Regions from separate parts of the Gossypium arboreum genome. Here region 2 is linked to region 1. Evidence: chromatin contacts called from public Hi-C data. All regions are on one chromosome and are shown on one strand. The core of a region is the stretch at or near the end of the contact, and the rest is flanking DNA. Distances in the headings are between cores, read along the strand shown. Region 1 holds the start of LOC108468610 (COP1-interactive protein 1-like). Region 2 holds the start of LOC108454913 (ethylene-responsive transcription factor CRF1-like).

The links. Hi-C and Micro-C count contacts between places; a contact is called where the count stands out from the background.
Region 2: a Hi-C map of leaf shows a contact between it and region 1, with 3 times the contacts expected there. The contact joins the promoter of LOC108454913 here to the promoter of LOC108468610 in region 1. A contact is called at or near these places in 2 of 5 Hi-C or Micro-C datasets (both in leaf).

The regions. Positions count from the first base shown.
Region 1 is chr1:33,441,377-33,448,932 of ASM2569848v2, forward strand. LOC108468610 (COP1-interactive protein 1-like) reads right to left here and starts at 4,206. Exons shown (of 3, transcript XM_053031438.1): 1 at 3,943-4,206; 2 at 2,639-2,820; 3 at 196-1,992. The coding sequence starts at 2,666. The coding sequence ends at 365.
Region 2 is chr1:33,650,351-33,657,089 of ASM2569848v2, forward strand. It overlaps LOC108454913 (ethylene-responsive transcription factor CRF1-like), which reads right to left and starts at 1,522. Exons shown (of 1, transcript XM_017753541.2): 1 at 1-1,522. The coding sequence starts at 848.

The DNA of each region.
Region 1 (7,556 bases), core at 2,956-5,455:
TAAGAAATTTTACAATAAGTTAAAAGAGTCAAAAGAAAAGTTACATATATAATTGTAAACTTTTCTTCTTGTCAAACACCAACTTAACCATTCAATCAGCTTCAACGTTTTCTTCTCTAAAATATTCAATTCACCAAATATAAAAATCGATGAATAAGAATAAAACTAGATAAGAATGTAAGATTTTTCTCTCTCTTTTTTTTTTTACAAAATTAATGAATAAAGTAAATAGACTTATTAGGTGGAAACAATGTACTGGTGATAGTTCAGACGGTGTTACTTTCCTCTAAAAAAGAATGAATTTAAACATTTGAAAAGAAGAAGAAAAAATCATAAATTTTCTGAAAATGTGAAAAAAAAAAAATCATATCTTTTTCTTGATTCTAACAGTCAACTCTGAGACCAATTCCTTGAGATAATCACAGTTGGTACGATGATAATCAATCAACAAACAAAGCTGCCTTATGGCTTCCCTCTTTTCTTCTTCTCGACTCAACAATGTCGCATCTTTTTCTTTATTAATCTTCTCCAATTCTCCCACTTTTTTCTCAAGCACACTCACAGCTTTCAATAACTTCAACTTTTGTTCTTCTTCTGAATTCGATACCCCGTCATTTTCCCTTTTCTTTTCTGCATTATCTATCAGCTTCGTCAACTCAGTTTCACAAGTAACAAGCTTTTGTTTCAGTTCTTTGTTTTCTTGCTCTAAACTTTCTTTTATGTTCTTGTAGTTCTCTTTGTTTTCGTAATGTTTTTTTTCAGCAACCGCAATCCTTAAGCACAGAAGACGGATGTTATCATCGAGTTTCTGGTAGAATTCTTGTGCTAAATTCCCCATCTTTCTTTCTATGTAATTTAACTTGTTTCCAGCAGATAATTGTTTGATAAGCTTTGGGTTACGTTCCATGGTTTTCCTAGTATGTTCTTCTATTTCTTTCATCATTCTCTGTTGGTCTGCAATCTGTAACTCCACTTGGTTTTTCTCCGTCACATGATCCAACTTAACCTCTGTACTCATCTGAGTTGTTTGTTTTTCCCTTTTAGTTTGGCAGTCCTCAAGTCTCCTCTCTCTAAATAGTGCTTCCAGTCCTAGAATTCTTGAATTCAGGTGAGCATTTTCCTCTTTCAATTGATTGATTTCATGAACATTACTCCTCAATTCATCTTTGGATGTAATATTCTGTTTGCGTAGAGCATCAACCTCCGATTCCAAGTCGATCACCTGCACCTGTAAGCCTTGGTTTTCCTCTGTCAGAGTTTTCACTTGAACCTCTAATTCCGGCTTCATTACATTTCCTCTGGCTTCACATTGTTGAGCACGTAGATAGTCCACTTCCTTTTTCAGACTGCAGACCTGTGCCATTGAATTATTGATTCTAGATGTTAGGTTCTTTTCATTTTCTTTGAGTTGCTTCATGAGTTTAGTTACTTCATCTCCTTCCTCCCAAACCGGCACATACATTGCAGTATTTGTCTCTCCTTGCTGTTTAGTTTCAACTGTCTTACCATCAATCCCAACTTCAGAATCTCTTTTAGGCTCATCTTTGTTGATGGTTTCTATTTCTTCTGTTTTACTTGAAGCAGACAGATGACCTGAAGCTAAAGCTTCACTCTCTTCGGTCTTAGAGGCCAATTGGTGCTTCAAATCAGAGTCTTCTTCATATGCACGATTAAGTTCTTCCTTGATGTTATCTGCCATCCATCTATGGAATCTTCTATCATTATCAAATGTCGTGTCAGTGTCATTTTCTCTATCCGTAGGGGAGTAATATTCTGAGTCCGAGCCGGATGAATAATAGGGATGACTTTCGTTTCCTTTTCCTTTTCCTTTGAGAACTTTCTCAACGGACTCTCGTTTAAGATGCTCATATTGCGCAGAGAGTGACTGGTACTGTCTGTAAAACTCCTCAACATGCCCAATAAGTTCTGGCTCCCTTTTCCTGCTTTTCCTCTTGATGAGCTTCAAGATTCTTTCTACTCTCTTTTCAACATCTGTGAAAAACAGGGAAATTCCGAATCTGATACATCAACATCAAATGAAATATGTATGGAAGAAAATGTTAAAACTCTTACATTATCTTAGTCAAAAGCACCTGAGATCTTACAGCACGGAATCAATACAACAATGAACGCAAATCAGGAGACTTTGACAAAAGCAATTGACATTAAACAATGACAAAGAATTACTAATAAGCTGACAGTCATAACTCGTAGGATACTAGAAACAGGATAATACTACAAGGCACTGTCAAGTTTTTCTCTAGAGGGCAAAGTAAGGTTATAAGCAGATTCCTAAACCTCGCTTTTGCGGAAACATAAAAATGGTGAATGCAACACTACAGTTTCAATACAACTACTTGAGGATGACAAAGGGATTTTAACTTTTCACTGACTAGTGCCTAATCTTTAGCCAAAAATGCACATAACTTTGCAGACATGCATCCATTAAGATTTACATTGAGGAAGAAAAAGAAAATGTGCCTATAATGGCACTCATGTTATCTTTGAATCTACAAAAATAATGTAAGAGGATGATAAAAGGAAGGTAGCACGGGGGTATATTAGCGAGGGTGCAAAATTTGGTTTTGCAGCCAAACAATGTGTGCATATTTTCAGGTTTTCATCAGCTTTTACAAACCTGGTTTAATCACTTCCACTTGCTCCATTGTTCTGAACTTCTGTGTATCAGGATAACAACCCTTAGAGGTCGTTGTCTGGCTTTATAGCGTCTTCTCCAATATAAAATTTGCTGCGAACTTAAAGAATGAATCCCCAAGCCAAAAAATGCATGCTCCATCTCAAACACATCAAACTAAATATCTGAAAATAAAGGTGACATAGCATTAGTAAATTATTTTTCACATTGACACATCCAAACATAACAAAGTCCTAAATCAAGCATATCCTCAAAAACAGCTTGTGCATTCACTATTTTTTAGATGGTCTACACTTTATCCTTAGTTTTCTTCCTCCCTAGCCAATACCAAAAATGTGCATTTCATCATAAGCAAAGTCATAAAAGAAGAAAGCTAATTCATCTTTTACACAAGAACCGTTCACCAGGCATTTAACCAAACTCTTTAAAATTCAAAGTCTGGCAAAATTTTGACCTTGGAAACAAGTAATAAGACATGCCTGTCAAATCCTTCCATGTGCATTCTTGACATATCTGCATTATGAATTCATTAATTAGAACACAACCTAGTCAAAATTCCTAATAGGAGATTGTTATGGGCCGGAAATATCGTTGATTTTGATACATAATTAGATCAAATAGTGCAACAAAAAGCTAAAAAGACAAACCCTTCATTGCCTTCAACACGGTACCGCACATTACATTTGTATCCGACACTCATTATCGGATAATGAGTAACATGTAACGATTATTCTACATAATAGTTGATTTTGACAACAAGACCCACCAAAAAAGAATGGTGGTCCATTGATAAATCAGAATTTCCAAAGATTGGGTAATGGATAAATGGTGGCCAAGGTTTGATACGTCATCTTCAAAGGCAACAACAACCCCCACCCGTTTCTTCACCAATTCAGTTCTGAAATTCAAACACATTGTCTTGCTACAAGGAGAAAATATACCAGCTAACATCCAGTTCATTGCCACCCATGGCCTTCAAATAGGTTTTTTAATCACAATATTTAAATTTTAATTATGGGATTAAGCGTTAACACGTCGGTTATGTTCGATAAGGAATGACATTCGCTGAAAGCTACGTAAAATCCAATTCAAAATTCAATCTAACCATTATTTATCTTAGACGAATCGAAAGATCAGAAAATTCAAATTTGACTTATTTAGTTTTTTATTTCTGAATTAAACATGAAATTATTAATTTGAATGATTTTCTTCGTTTTATATTCCATCTTCGTTAACAATCAAACGAAGAAAAAAAAAGAAGAAAATGAATTGAAAGCAAATATTACCTGAAAATCGAAGGCGGATTTTCTCTCAGCGGATCAAAATGGAATGCGAATTGATAAAATGATGGAAAATTAGGAAACATTTTCAGGTGAAAAGAAAAAAGGAAAAATAGTCAAAAAAGTGAAATTATAAAATAGGCTTTCTGTGTTTGTGATGTTTCCAGTCCATGAGAACGGAATTTTGGCGGTTTCTTTTTTATGATACAAATAGCCCTAAAATTTCGTTTTGTATATTACGATGGAATCTCATTTTATCGGATAGCAAAAATACGCGATAATTTCATTTCATCGTAAACAATAAAAAATAAGTGGCTAAAATTTCAAAACGTAAATGCTACGTGGGTGATGTCCCGCGCTTTGTCTTGTCCTAAAATTTTAATTAATTTTTATATTTTTTAAATTAAATTACTCTATGGCAGATGACATATATTTGAAACAGTGAAGCATAAATCTTTAGGTTTTTTTACTCTATTATGATAAATTTATTATTCATTAGGGTAAATTAAACCAACAATTACTTAATTTTGAGGTAACTAACAAAATAGTCAGTCAGGTTTTAATTTAGTCACTCAACTTTCAAAAAATAACAAAACAAGTCTTTTTAACCATTTTTCGTTACAGACATAACGGAAAAGTGACATGGCAGTTGACGGATTCCTTGTTGTCATTAACCATCCAGCTGGCCAGTTAGCACAAATTTAAATAGCCCATTTTGGCACTAATTTAGGGTTTAGGCAGTAAAAGAAAAAGAGAAATAAAAGAATTGTAACGGCCCGATTTTGGGTTCAATCGAAACAATAGTTTCGGAACCACTAACTCGAGGTTAGAGAAATTATTTTTTTATATTATTTTATGTGTGATGGCATGTTTATAAAGGAGTATAGAAATTTTGGTGAATTAATTTTAGCGATTGTGAGCCCAATTGTGAAAAAAGACTAAATCGCATAAAATGCAAAAGTCCTGTTTTGATAGCAAAGGGTGTTAAATAGCTAGAGAACCAAAATTGGGGGTCTTTATAGGGCAAATAGACCCTTGGATAAGTGATGGCCTGCCATAGAAGACAAAAGATAGAGAAAAGATATCATCTTTTTCCCATCTCCTTCTCCACCGAAAACTCAGCCATTGTAGGGGTTTTTGAGCCTAAAAAATTTCAGCCACTCTCTACTCTTGCAAGTAAGTGACTTTAATGGCTTTTCTTGAAAATTTTTACATTTTTAGAACTTTTGTAGCATGAGCTTTCTAACAAGGGGACTATTTTGTTAAATGGCTGAAAGTTTAGAGTTTTACCATGAGAGTGTTCATGTTGTTTTCTGAAATTTTATGGAAGAAAATGAATCATGGTTATGAAATAAACAACTTTTATGAAGGGATTTCTCATGAAAACCCTAATAAGACTATTTTGTAAAGTTGTAAAATAGATAGTAATGTTGTGAAATATTGGAAATTTGGGGGTTTTTTAAGAGAGATAAATGGTTGGTTAGGCTTGACAAATAGGGAAACTCGATAAAAATTGATTTCCGGGCTTAGAGGTAAAATGGTTATTTTGTAAAAGTCTAGGGGCAAAATGGTCATTTTGCCCAAATCATAAATTATTAAGCGCTTAGATTTAATTGATGATTAAATTACTAAATGTTTCCATTTTAGATCATGAAATACAAAATCCGAACCTAAACTGGGGAAAGGCCAAGCAAGTAGATTAAATCAACTAGTCGCCCCATTTTGAGTACCGAGGTAAGTTGTATGTAAATAATACAACTACATTGTTATTATATGTGTCTGAATTGATATAGCATAAACTGCTTGTTTGTGGAATTGATTATGTATGATGAATATTTAGATAGTAAAACTCCCGTTTGAACCTTAGAAAATAAATCGGATATCCATGCCATGACATTCGGGTTATTGTATGCTAGTGTAAGACATGTCTGGGACATGCATCGGCTACATTATGAGAGCTAGTGTAAGACCATGTCTGGGACATGGCATCGGCATTGAAACGAGAGCTAGTGTAAGAGATGTCTGGGACATGCATCGGCTACGAGATGTGTCAGTGTAAGACCATGTCTGGGACATGGCATCGGCACGTATAAAAGTGTCAGTGTAAGACCATGTCTGGGGCATGGCATCGGCACTGATATGTGAGAGCTAGTGTAAGATCATGTCTGGGACATGGCGTCGGCCTCGATTTTGATAGTCAATGTAAGACCATGTCTGGGACATGGCATCAGCATTATACCCTATGTTTGAAGCTTAGTGAATATTCAATAGTATTCCAAATGATTCAATGGTGAGAGTTACAGTTTGAGTTAAACGAGAAAAGTATAGCCATGTTGTGAGTGGTACAGGTACCCATTTGAAATGAATGAGATGTGAGCTCAATATATGCTATGTGAATTGTAATGGATAGTGATGAGTAAGTTGTACTTATGCCTACTTTTGTATTATGAACATGATGATGAATGGTAAAGTTGTTGTTATATTTATTTGCATGCAACTTACTAAGCTTTATGCTTACTCCCTCTCCTTTCCATTTTCTTATAGTGCCACCTAATTAGCTAGAGGATCATCAGACGTCGGAGGCATCGATCACACTATCAACTGAAGCACTTGGTATAGTTGGTCTTATTATTTTGAATATGGCATGTATAGGGCTTAGACTTTTGAGTTTTGTGTCAATATTAATTTGACTAAATGTGTTGGCTTGGGATGAATCCCTTCATTTTGTATAAAGCCATGGATAATGGTTAATATTTATTATTGATCTATGTAAATGATGATATTTTCATGAATGAGATAATATCTTGTGTGGCTGATTAGACCTTGTATTGTTGTGTAGATTTTTCATGTTAAAGGTTACGTAGGTTAGTGCAAGTAAGGGTGGCAAAAAGGCTTGGTAAATAGCCTTATTTTGTCACGCGGTCGTGTGTCTAGGCCGTGTGTGACACACGGTCAGCCCCATGGGCGTGTTATCCGGCCGTGTGTCCCTTGCACATTAAATTGACAAGTCAGTATGCATGGTAGTAAACACACGGGCAGAGATACGGTCGTGTGTCTCAACCATGTAGAGCACACAGCCTCTGGCTACGGGTGTGTACCTTGGCCGTATGCCCTAAATTGGATGCTGACGTCAGAAACAGAATGTCAAGGTTTTTAGACACAGGCGTGTCATGCCGTGTGAGGGACATGGGCAATGGACACGGGTGTGTATCAGGCCGTGTGAAAGCCCCTGTAGGTTCGAATTTAGAATTTAATTCGCATAGACTCGGGGCACGGACGTGTTCCCTTGTGCTTAGGCCATGTGAACCACAAGGGTCATAAGCACGGCCATGTCATAGTGGCCACACGGGTGTGTACCCTGTTTCAAGGGTCATTTTTATATAGTCAGTTTAAGGATAAAGTTGGTTTTGAAAGGCTTTCAATGGATGTTTGAGGCCTTGTAGGCCCATATTAAGGAGTTTAAACAAGTTCGAAAAAGTTTTAAATTTTAACGGGCTCGTGTGATCTAACTTAGTACATGTGTATGTGAATTGTGAATGGTAATGCCTCGTACCCGGTATCAGCGTCGAACTCGGGTAAAGGGTGTTACATTTAGTGGTATCAGAGCTATGGCTTAGTCG
Region 2 (6,739 bases), core at 272-2,771, 210 kb after region 1:
TCATCTTTCAAAAACCCTTCGTGTAAACTTGTATGATCGTCGAACAAACTCGGCACTGAACTGAATATGTCGCCGGCGAACAAGGATGAATGTTCGGAGAAATCCGATAAGTTTTCTCCCGATATGCAGCAAGAATCGTCGGGGACGTCTCGAGGTCGGTTTCTGGTTTCGCGCGATTTTTCGAAGCTTTGAGAATCGACTTCGTCGATGGAAAGCGAAGGGCAACGGAGAACGGAAGTCGGAGAGCAAAGGTAACTGTTGTGTGATTCTTCGCCGGAGTTGTAATCGGAACTGGATAACTGTTTTTGGCTGATGTTTTCGTCTTTCATCGGAGGAGTTGTAAAGTTGGTGAGGGCGTCGTGACCACGTAGCTGAATAGCCGCTTTGTCGTAAACCATTGCTGCTTCTTCGGCGGTGTTATAGGTACCTAACCATAACCGCACACGTCTTAACGGGTCTCTTATCTCCGCTGCCCATTTTCCCCAAGGTCGTTGCCTTACCCCTCTAAACTTCTTCCCCGCCGGTACTTTCGCCGCCGCTTTAACTTTTAACTTCTCCGCCGCCGGCTTTTTTCGAACACACCTCGACTCTGTGGGATTTGTTGATTCAATGGTAATCTCGTTGACGAACTTCTTGACTCTGTTCCTAGAACGGCGTCGTATCATTCGTGTTTCTTCTTCATCGTCGCTAGAAGAATCAGTAGCATCAGCATCAGTAACTGAAATTCGTACAATTCGAGGCTTCATTTCTGGCTTATTCTCGACTCTTCCATTTACCAATGGCGAAAGGAGCTTAGTTTCATTGCGGTGCTCAGTGTATTTGATTAAAGAAACTGAACAAGGATCCATTTTCTCTGGGTTTTTCTGGGTTTTTTTTTTGTTGTGGTTTTAAGTAAGAGTAGGAAGTGAAATAAAAAGGAAGATCAAAAGGAAAGAGATTCCTTTGAGCTTTGAGAGTCGAGACACGAGGAGAATAAAGGGAAAGCTGAAGAACTAAAAGAAAGAAAGAAAGAACAAACACGTTAAAGAGAAGCTTGAAACGAAGAGAAATCCACCATTAATCTCTTCATCAAAAAGTTCATCAAACGACGAGAAAACCAAGAGTGAGCCAAAAAAGATGAAATTTTTGTGAGCAAAAAAGTTGCAGAGTTAAAAAAAAAAAAAAAACCAAACGCAAGCAAATGGCTTTTGTGGAAAAAGGGATAGAGAATAAATATCTCTCTCAGAAAAAAAAAAAACCAGTGCTTTTCACAGTCACCTAACTGAGAGCATAAATTAGCTATTTTTTGGTAACTTTGGAATCTAAGTCTTAAAAGAAATAAAGAACCCAAGTTGATTTTTGAGGATACTTGGTCCAGAAAAGTAAAAAGAAAGAAGAAATGTTATGGAGCGGGACCAGAAAATTTGATAAGAAAGAAGAGTGCAGCAGAGCTAAAATATGAAAACAGAGTATTCAACTTGTCTCTATATATATTCCACTAATCAAGTTGGGTTTTTTAATTGAAGGTAACTCATTTTGATTATATAAGTTAAACAAAAGAGAATTTTTAGCAGACAATTATATAATAATAATCGTTGGGTTCATTTGCCGTTTTCGTTTGATTTTCGGGTTTGGATTATTTCTCAACTATTAGTGTTTAGACAGATATGTATGGTGTAATCCAGTTTGTTGATATTGATGAAAATTTTTGTAATTATTTCTCCCAAAGGTTAATGAAAACACTACGAATAAAAACAATGACCAGTCATAATAATGGTTGCGTCTTAACTTAATCATCAGTATTAGCTATTAAATTTTGTATTCCAAACTGGCCATTCACGTTTCAATTGTAATACTAGCTTAGTTAATATTAGTACTGTTGTTAATATAAGAGGATAAGCGTTCAAATGCGCTCAACCACTTTTATCTTTTTATTTAAAAGATTATGAATAATTCTAAATATTTTATATAAAAAGTAATTACAGATTTCAAAATCTACTTAAACAATAATTGTGTTCTTCAAATTGATTTTTCAGAAATTAATTGAAAAATTGTATTGTAATGAAATTTGATGGAAGTATCTATTGAAGCCATAATTGATGTATGAAATATACCTTTCTTTGAATAGATGAAAAGGAAGTAACATGCCTAACTACACACATTTTTTGAATTTTCAAATAAGCTATTAAGTGTTGAAGATATTGTATGCCATTTTTCAAGATAAATTTTCACTATAAGGGAAAAGAATATTATAAAACATTCAAATGTCAGAATACTAATTATCCATCAATTTTCAAACATTATTCATGAGGGTTTTTCTCTTTTTTTCTAATTTGGCCCCTTGTTTCCTTTTATGCTTGTTAGGTTTCTTCTTCTACTGTGTTTCTATCGATGTCAACTCTTAAAGCTCTATGAGTCTAATAGCTAGATTAATACCGGTGTCCTTAGGTTTTCTTCATTTTTCATGTGAGGGTTCATGGTGGCTTTTGACACTTTGTTTAGAGCCTGATTGCGACATCCGACATGGCATCCCATACTCAAGGTGTACATGTTGAAGGTGCAATGATGTTGCCTAGCCTTATGTTACTTGGTGCTCTCTTTCTCTCTCCCCTCCTCCTATTGGTGGTAGGCGATAGAGTTGTTTATGGGGTCGGACACCTGACTTGACCTACTCAAAAAATAAGATGTTCTGGGTAAAAATATAAGCTTAAAAAATGGGCTAAGGCAAAAAAAAAAAATGTCTGTTTAGAAAATGGGTCGAGCCTTGGGTAAGGTTTTTGGCTCGGCCTTGGTCCGTATTTACAATTAAAAACCGCTTACTGTTTTGCTGCTATTTTCCCACCTTTTGTCACCATTTCACTATTATGTTGCTATTATTGTGTTGTTAATGTTTGAATATTATATAACACTAGTTTTATCGTTAATTTTACTACTATTTTAGAGGCATTTACTTGTTAAGTTGCATTTATCTTAGTGTTATTTAAGTATACAAACTTTCTTAAATTTATTTTCAATTTGCTAGGAAACATTTATTTTAATATTTTTAGTGTATATGGTGTATTATATTTTTTTAATTTTTTATATAAAAATTAAATTTAAAAAATTAATACAGACGGGCCAAGCCCGGATTTTAGCATTTTTATTTGGATCGGACTTGGGAAAAAATTTAGGCCCATTTTTTTGGGCTGGCTCGGGCCTACGCCTATCAATCTGGCCTAAAATTTTGTTAGGGCCCAACCTGAACCCGACCCATGTATAACTCTTGTAACATCGCGAATATGGCGGATACAAGGTTTGGCGCATAGCTCTAAGGTAGTATGATTGGCGGAGTAGGCTTCACCCAAGTGCATCTTTCAGCTTATAGAGTGGACGTGTACAATTTTATGGTTAAGTCAATAAAGATTTCTTGTAAGTGGCTATGTTAGTTGGAATAAGATTAGCGACCAAGTAAAATTGATACCGAGCATATGAGTTCACGTCAGGGATAGTGCACCCTTTAATTTTGGCATTATGCAAGTTAAGTTGCAAGGTAAGCTGGTTAGGAACCAACTGAATGTGAACCAGAATAGTTAAAAGATAAGAGAATACTCAATTAGGTTTCTTGGAAGTTGTAGACTTTTGATAAGACAATTCAATAATGATGTGACATTTATCAAGTTCCAATAAGAACCTAGATTATAATAATAATAGTTATTGAAATTTAGGTAAGGGGAGTTCTCTTATTCTTTCTTCTAAGACAAGGTTATTGAGGAACCGAAGGTATTTCTCTAAGCTAAAGTTGAGATCCCGAATTTTATAAGTGATTGCTCTATGTCAAGGTAAGGACTCTACATGTTATGCTATAGAATAGTATGCCTGTAAGAATGTATGAATAGTAAGATGACGAATTAATGCTTAGTGTAAGGGTTATTTGGGTTTGTGATGATGTTAAAAGTTACGAATGAGTTTTAATAGTGTTCTTCTGATATATAAGCAGTGGTTGTTGCTGTAACAGCCCGATTTAGGGCCTAGTTGAAATAGTGGTCTCGAGACCACAAATCCAGAGTCGGATAAATTATTTTATAATTATTTAGATGTTATAGCATATTCTTAAAAGTGCATGAAAAATTTGGTGAGTTAATTGTGACGTTTGTGAGCCCAATTGTGAAAAAGGACTAAATCGCATAAAATGCAAAAGTCTTATTTTGATAGTTAAAAGTGCCAAATAGCTAGAGAACCTAAATTAAGGGTATTTAAAGGGAAATTAGACCCTTTAAGGAGGCATGTCCGGCCATAGGAGACAAACTTGGTAAAAAAAGTCTAAATTTGGTGGGTTTGGTGGCTAAATTGATTAAAATAGAAATAAAATAAGAGAAAGATGATATCACCTTCTCATCTTCTTCTCTACCACCAAAATTTTTAGCAAAATAAGGGTTCTTGGAGCTTTAAAAATTTCAGCAACTTTAAGCCTTCACAAGTAAGTGATTTTAATGGCTTTTCTTGAATATTTTTGTACTTTTGAGACCCTTGAAGCATGAGTTTTCTAATGAGGGTACTATTTTGCTAAATAATCAAAAGTGTAGGATTTTGCTATGAAAGGGTTTGTAATGTTTTCTGAGTTTTTATGGAAGAAAATGAGTCTTGGGTGTGTTATGAACAACTTCTGTGAAATGTGTTAGCATGAAAACACCTAAAATGACTATTTTACATGAGTTGTAAAATAGATGTTAAGTATGGGAAATAGTAGGAATTTGGAGTTGCTATAAGAGTAAAAAGGGTTCGTCTAGGCTTAAGATATGAAGAAATTTGATAAAAATCAATTTTCGAACTTAGGGGTAAAATGGTCATTTTACAAAAGTCTAGGGGCAAATTGATCATTTTGCCCAATTATGAATTGTAGAGTGCATAGATTGATAAAGTAACTAAATAAGTGCATTTTTTTATTATAGATCAAGAAATACCAAATCCGAACCTAGACCGGGGGAAAGCCAAGCAAATCGACTAAATCAACTAGTCGCCACATTTTGTAATCTGAGGTAAGTTGTATGTAAATAATACAACTACAATGTTAATGTATGTGTTGAATTGTACTTGAATTTAATATAGCATGAATTGCTTGATTGTGGAATTGAGAAAGCATGATGGTAATAGAGATAGTAGAGTTCCCGTTTAAATCTAGGAAATAAATCGAATATTCATACCATAACTTATGGGTTATTGTGAGCTAGTGTAAGACATGTCTGAGACATGCATCGGCCACATCATAAAAGCCAGTGTAAGACCATGTCTGAGACATGGCATCGGCATTGAGACGAGTGCTAGTGTAAGACATGTCTAGGACATGTATCGGCCTTGAGACGTAAGTCAGTGTAAGACATGTCTGGGACATGCATGGGCTACGAGATGTGTCAGTGTAAGACCATGTCTGGGACATGGAATCGACATCTTACCCTATGTTTAAGTTTTAATGAATATCTAATAGTGTTCCAAATGGTTCAACGATGAAAGTATGATTTCAAGTTAACAAGGGAAGTATAACCGTGTTGTGAGTGGCACAGGTGCCTATATGGTATGCATGAAATGTGATCTCAATATATGCTACATTAGGTGTATTGAATATTGATGAGTAAGTTTGCTTAAGCCATTTTTGTATCATGATTCTTGTTGATGAATGGTAAAGTTATGTTGTATATTTATTTATGTGCAACTTACTAAGCTTTATGCTTACTCCCTCTCATTTTTCATTTCCTTAGAGTGCCGCCTATCTAACTCAATGACCAAAGAAAGTCAGAGATATCGATCACACTATCAATCGAAGTATTCGATATAGTTTGATTTATATTTTTTAATATGACATGTATAGGGATTTAGACTTGTGTTTTGTGTTATTATTAATTTGGTCAATGTGTTGGCTTGGGATAAATCCCTCATTTTGTATTAAGCCTCACATAATGGCTAATATTCATTTTGATTTATATGCAAAGATGTTATTTTCATAGATGAATAAAATACACAAATGGAATGTTGTTAGTTGTGGCTGATTTGGTTGCATGAGATAGTCTTATCATGATTGTGGTTGCTATTATGTAGGTTGTGTTAAGTAAGGGTGTGGTAAAGTTATGTTGTATATTTATTTATGTGCAACTTACTAAGCTTTATGCTTACTCCCTCTCATTTTTCATTTCCTTAGAGTGCCGCCTATCTAACTCAATGACCAAAGAAAGTCAGAGATATCGATCACACTATCAATCGAAGTATTCGATATAGTTTGATTTATATTTTTGAATATGACATTTATGGGATTTAGACTTGTTTTTTGTGTTATTATTAATTTGGTCAATGTGTTGGCTTGGGATAAATCCCTCATTTTGTATTAAGCCTTACATGATGGCTAATATTCATTTTGATTTATATGCAAAGATGTTATTTTCATAGATGAATAAAATGCACAAATGGAATGTTGTCAGTTGTGGCTGATTTGGTTGCATGAGATAGTCTTATCATGATTGTGGTTGCTATTATGTAGGTTGTGTTAAGTAAGGGTGGCAAATAAGCTTGGTAAATAGCCTTATATTGTCCACATGAGTAGACACACGGGCGTGTGTCTAGGCTGTGTGTGACGCACAGTCTGCCCTATGGGTGTGTGTTCCGACCGTGTGTCCCCTGCACGTAAAAATTTCAAGACAGTATTTATGATAGTAAACACACGGGCAGAAACACGGTCGTGTGTCTCAACCGTGTGAGGGGTACGGTCTAGCACACGGGCGTATACTTTGGCCGT